Regions from separate parts of the Mus musculus genome. Here region 1 is linked to region 2. Evidence: chromatin contacts called from public promoter capture Hi-C data. All regions are on one chromosome and are shown on one strand. The core of a region is the stretch at or near the end of the contact, and the rest is flanking DNA. Distances in the headings are between cores, read along the strand shown.

Region 1 (2,881 bases), core at 31-2,530, 170 kb before region 2:
CCAGAAACAGAGCCCTGGGGGTGGGAGAGAGAGAGAGAGAGAGAGAGAGAGAGAGAGAGAGAGATCCTTGGGGACCTGCCAAGGTTCTTCTTCTATTTTCCATCTCCTCCACCCTCCCTTCGGTCAGATCCAAAGGACAAGCTGCTCCAAGGAAGCTCTTCCCCATTGGGGGGTTTCACAGTGGCTCTATTTTATTTTAAGAGGTTCTCGGGGGGGGGGGGATAGGGGATTTTCAGAGGGGAAACCAGGAAAGGGGATAACATTTGAAATGTAAATAAAGAAAATATCTAATAAAAATATTTTTTTAAAAATGAACAACAAACAAAACAAAACAAAAAAAAGAGGTTCTCATGTAGCCCACACTGTCCTTGAATTCACTATGGAGCCAAGGATGCCCTTGAACATCTGAGCTGCTTCCTTTACTTCCTGCCCGCTGGGATTACAGGCAAGACCCACTACACTCTCAGTTTAACATTATTTTAAAGATCAAAGCCAGGGGTGTATGCCTGTGTGGTAGGTGCTCTATAACCTAGCTACATCCTCAGGCTGCCTGGGATATCTTTCTGATTCCCTTTCGGTTGATCTTGACTGTAGGAATGGCCTGTACTTTGGCACCGGCAGACTACCAGGCTTTGTCAGTCAGGTGGGTCCCTAGGCAGGTCCTCTAGAACGCCTCATTTTTTTCTTAGTATCCATTTAACATTGGAGGAGTGTGTAGTTAGGTCTGAGAATGTATGGTGGCAGAAGGAGATCCACACTACCCACGCTACTCCTTCCAGACCTAGCCAGTATTCTTTCTTTTCCCCAAACCGAAGGTTTGGCCTAGCTCCATGCTCCAGGCCCTCTGTACCCTCCCTTATGAGATGCAGTAACACAGGGGTTTTAATCTCTTTTCCTTAAGTACCAGCAGCAGGATACCAGTGTTCAGATTTTGGCTGCAGACTCTACTACTTCTCTTACAAAGTCCCACTGCCCCGAGGTCCACTGAAGGTAAGGGGTGGACAGCCTTCCAGATTCCAGTCGACAGCGAACCCCACCAACCCACCAAACGTTCCTATTGGGGATCTCCAAATGGGGAAACAGGAGCGCTTTCTACATCAACCCTGCCTTGGACCGAGCTCCCGCCTTGAGCCCGCCCCACCCCCTCGAGGGTGCTGCAATTGGAGGAAAGTTCTGCGGCTTGTGGCGATTGGTCCGAGAGCAAAGGCCCCGCCCCCTAGCCCCGGAGCTCAGAGGGGGCAGCGGCGAGGGGTCGCCGGTTGTGGGGACGCGCCGGGCCGGGCAGCCGCGCCGCGGGCTGCTCGCGCTGCGGCCCCGACCCTCCCGGGGCAGCAGTCCGAGGCCCCGGCGCGTCCCCTAACCATGCTGGTAGCCACGCTTCTTTGCGCGCTCTGTTGCGGCCTCCTGGCCGCGTCCGCTCACGCTGGCTACTCGGAAGACCGCTGCAGCTGGAGGGGCAGGTACCAGGAGGGACTGCGGGGAGGGTTGTGGGTTTATTTATTTATTTATTTTATTTTATTTACTTCTTGGGTTGGAGGGTTCCCTCCCACTTGGAACTGAGGAAACGCAGACTTCAATGTCCTGTTACACAGAGTAGAAGCAGATGTTGGTAGCCGCGGGAAAAGGGATGAGCGGGCTAGGGAACGAGGGTCACCCACCTGAGAACCACCGTCCTGTCCCCAGCGGTTTGACCCAGGAGCCTGGCAGCGTGGGGCAGCTGACCCTGGACTGTACTGAGGGCGCTATCGAGTGGCTGTACCCAGCTGGGGCGCTGCGCCTGACCCTGGGCGGCCCCGATCCGGGCACACGGCCCAGCATCGTCTGTCTGCGCCCAGAGCGGCCCTTCGCTGGTGCCCAGGTCTTCGCTGAACGTATGACCGGCAATCTAGAGTTGCTACTGGCCGAGGGCCCGGACCTGGCTGGGGGCCGCTGCATGCGCTGGGGTCCCCGCGAGCGCCGAGCCCTTTTCCTGCAGGCCACACCACACCGCGACATCAGCCGCAGAGTTGCTGCCTTCCGTTTTGAACTGCACGAGGACCAACGTGCAGAAATGTCTCCCCAGGCTCAAGGTCTTGGTGTGGATGGTGAGTGATTATGAGACTGGCTGGGTGTCAGAAATTGGCCCTCCACACTGACCTGATGGGACTGGGCCTTGCCACCCCATTGCATGGAGAGTCCTTCTGTAGCTTGACAGAGGCCACTCCGGTGGAGAGCATAGTGGCTTCCAGGTCGTAAGGAGGTGAGTTGGAAGTGCCCCCGCCTTTCTCTCCTCCTCCTCTTAAAAGATTCGGTTTAGGAAAAGAGCAGGAGGGGGCAAATGCCCGAGAGGCCAGCCCTGGGTCTCTGGTTTCTGAAGGATTGGGGGAAGGGTTAAGCTGAGGCAGAATCAAAGCCTATGGCCAAGGCTGTCCAGGGCTCCCTGGCCTGGTGGTGACCTCCTTCCCCTCCCCCCAAGCCCAGCCAACAAAAGTCCAGTGTGCCTCTTCGTCACCATGGAGACTGCCTGCCCTGCCTCCCTGCAGGGCACCAGGCCCAGTGCTTTGCTCTTCTGGAACTTGTAGCCTGACCCTGCAGGGAATGAATGGCTCTCTGACTGTTCTGCCCTAGCTAGAGACCCCCCCGAACTGGAGTCCACTAGAATATCCCTAGCTAGAGCTGGGAGGTCACAGAACGTTTCCCAGTGTTAGTCTGAGTTTATGAGATGGTACCAAGCCTGTGTATGAGGCACTGAGGTGCCCATCAGTAGGCATGTACCTGCAGGGTGTCTTCAGGCTATAGGATGCTGGGAGAAGGGTTTAGTCTCTTGCTCCTGTACCTTTTCCTCTTGGGAGGAGCTGTGGGCTCGTGCTGAGAGATCACAGGCCTGGCTGATGACCTGCCT
Region 2 (2,861 bases), core at 262-2,761:
CCTGAAAGGGGCTGAGGTCCCTTTGTACCCCCCCTCAAGGCTTGATGGGGTCTAAAGCTATGTTGGCATTTGCAGGAATGGTATAAGGTGGGGCTGCTCCTCTCTTGCCAGAGCTGAATTCCTGATGGGAATGCCCAAGAGCTCTGCAAGCTGTCGGGGGTACACGGCACACGTTAGTGTTGGAGCGACTGCTGCCTATCCAATTGTAACCCCTGTCTTATGTGATGTAAGTAAGGCTCTACAGCTTCCTAAGGCCCACTTGTTTCCAAGCAGAGGGCACAGCCCATGGTCCCCCATCCTTGTGGAGTGGACCAGTGGCACTCGCGAACACAGCGTGTTATTGACTGAACTCCAGGCTACAGCCCTCTCCTGGCTCAGCTCTACCAACACATGAAATGCTGCTACGAAGAGATGGCACTGCTCTGAAAGACCGGCTCAGTTGTGGGAAGCCCTCTGTGACACTGAGAGTGCGGATGGTGTGGGGACCTCTAATGAAGATGCCCTGGCTCTGCACTTCCAGGACAGAGCTTTTCACTTGCAAGCACTGCTCAGTGTGCCCTGAGATGATCTGGAGTCAGCGGGACCTGGGGCATGATGACCACCCAGCACTTCCAGGCTGGAAAGGAACTCCCACAAGCGTTAGGGAAGGTCCATCTGTTCGCCCAAGAACCGAGAAAATGCAGCCTCCAAGCAAACAGCCACGTGCTAACAGGTTGCTCGTGCATATGTGTGTGGGAATGGGTATGGCAGATGGGCCCAGCATAGTCCCTAGATGGTGGAGACAGGTGTGTTAAAAAGCCTTGGTTTAGCAAAGCTCAGGGTAGCACAGAGCTAGGCAGAATCTGGGGTTTTACATTTTGAGAACCTTCAGCTAAGATCTGGTTCAAAACGACAGAAGCACCTCCTGTCCACAGGACTAGAGCTACCCTGACATGGCTAGCTCAGGCTGGAGCCAGAGTCCACCGAGCCCTGGACACCCAAGGTCTTACAGTATGGTTTCACCAAAACACCACCACTACATGCCTCAAACTGACTCCTGGTCTAAGAGGTTAACTGGGAGATGTGTGTGAAAGCAGCAGCAATTTCTACTACAGCGTATGCTGCATAAATACTTAGAACAATCTGCCTCTTTGTAAAAGCATCGGTTTTCCTTCTAGAAGCTCCGGGCCTCTTTTAGCTGCTAATCCCTGCAGATTCACTAGTCTTCCCGATGGCTCTGGACAGGTCTGATGCACTGTCTCCTTGTTGTCAAGCAACGTGATGCGGTGGTGTCCTGCTGCCTGCATCCACACAGTCTGTACACGTGCACATGGAGGACACAGCCGGATGCAACAAAGGCACTTGAGAAGAGAGATAAGCAGAGCTGTAAGGCTTTTGCGCTACGTCCCTTGAAAAGGACCTCAGCACCTATGCATAATAACTTTTGATGGGCTACCAAGAACGGATGAGAGGGTTCTGAAAAGCCCTCAGCTGTGCTGGGCTGTGATGCTTTCTTTAAGCCTCTGAGGGTCATGGGCTGTGTGAGACAAACAGCTGTTGAATGGGGATCCAAAGAGGCTGCCAGGGCCCAGTCTGGGACAGCTATACGAGAGGTCTGCAATTGGGGATCAAAGGTCATGACACAGCAGGCATGAGGTCCAAAGATTCCCGTGATGTCTCTGAGCAGAGTCAGAGGTCAGCCCTTCTGAGTGTCCTGGGGGCTGATGGGCAGGCAGGAAGAAAGCCCCCTTTCTCTAGCTCTGCCCACGCTAATGCAATAAAGCCAATTAGAATGATTGCTCTCATTTCTGAGTTAGGATGCCCAGGACGAGGGAAATGGTAGGGACATCCGTTCCGTTCTGTCTTCACAGGCACTCTGCATTCCAGCATTTATTTCATTATATTTAATACGATTTTACCAGTGGCACTCCAACTCCGAGAAAAGGGTCCGGCAACTTCAAAGCCTGTTTTTGTCTTGGTTCCTCAGCAGCCGCCCTTCCCTGCTACCAATGTCTCCACCCTGCTTGCTAACTGTTGAGAGCCGCCCACGAGCCCACACTTCCGTGGCCTGAGCATCATCTCCTGAAGCATCCTGGGGGGCGGTGCATGCTAACATGGAAACTGCTTTTAAAATTATCCTGGTTCATCCCGTTCAGAACAGTCCCTGGGCTGTGACGTAAGCACAGCCAGCCTCCCAGCTAACAGAGACTTGGCTTTGCAGCTGTCCTGGGGACCCCACCTCCTAACAACCTGGAGCTGCGGGCTGACTGAGTGGCCCTGCTCAGAATGGGGCACGAGCAGAAACAGATTTCCTTCCACGTGAAAAATGTCCCACGAGGAAACATCTCAGGGGTTCTCTGTGTGCTGCACATCTGGCCTCACCTCAGCCCATGAACATCATCTGCAGGCATACCACTTAGCCCAGGCTATACTCTGTCTAGGAAGGGACAGGCATCACCCAGAGCTGACTGGGTGCTTTTGGGTGTCTCCATGACTGCTGTCCACTCCTGGGACCTGCTGGCTTTTTGTGGCAGCTGCTGAGTAAGCTCTTGAGTCAGGCTGGGCGAGGTTTAGAACATTCTGGACACATTGCAGGCAGCCCTGGGGCCATCTCTTGTTTCTCCAGCAGGAGCTGCTCTATGGCCAAACTTATCAGCCGGCTCTTTCCTCCCAGAGTGTATCTCCCACTCAGTTCTCGGAGTCACTTGATTGCTTCCTCTCCCACTCACTGCGCAGGTCTTCTCTGGTCACCTCTGCTCTTTGCTGAGTTGTCTTGGCTCTGAGAGGTCCTCTATGGCCCCAAGTCCTAAGTGGCATGAGACTTCTTTAGATGCTGCTAGAGGGCAAGAGCCATGACAACTCTCAAGGCAACACCTGCCTGG

The links. Promoter capture Hi-C pulls out the DNA fragments that hold promoters and counts their contacts.
Region 1: a promoter capture Hi-C map of hippocampal neurons shows a contact between it and region 2, with 3 times the contacts expected there. The contact joins the promoter of Metrn here to the enhancer-like site in region 2. A contact is called at or near these places in 2 of 39 promoter capture datasets (hippocampal neurons and neural stem cells), 4 of 484 Hi-C or Micro-C datasets (the G1E-ER4 cell line, the N1E-115 cell line and cortical neurons) and 2 of 9 other capture datasets (adipose tissue and pancreatic islet).

The regions. Positions count from the first base shown.
Region 1 is chr17:25,795,444-25,798,324 of GRCm38.p6, reverse strand. It overlaps Metrn (meteorin, glial cell differentiation regulator), which reads left to right and starts at 1,280. Exons shown (of 4, transcript NM_133719.2): 1 at 1,280-1,460; 2 at 1,684-2,084. The coding sequence starts at 1,363.
Region 2 is chr17:25,623,326-25,626,186 of GRCm38.p6, reverse strand. The region is part of intron 4 of Lmf1 (lipase maturation factor 1); the gene reads right to left. Among named protein-coding and RNA genes, the nearest start is that of Lmf1, 46 kb to the right of the region's middle. Within about 2 kb of position 1,511, at least 28 of the 459 cell types and tissues checked have an H3K27ac peak or open chromatin away from gene starts, as enhancers often do. A contact at or near this core is called in the N1E-115 cell line, cortical neurons and hippocampal neurons, where this site is marked.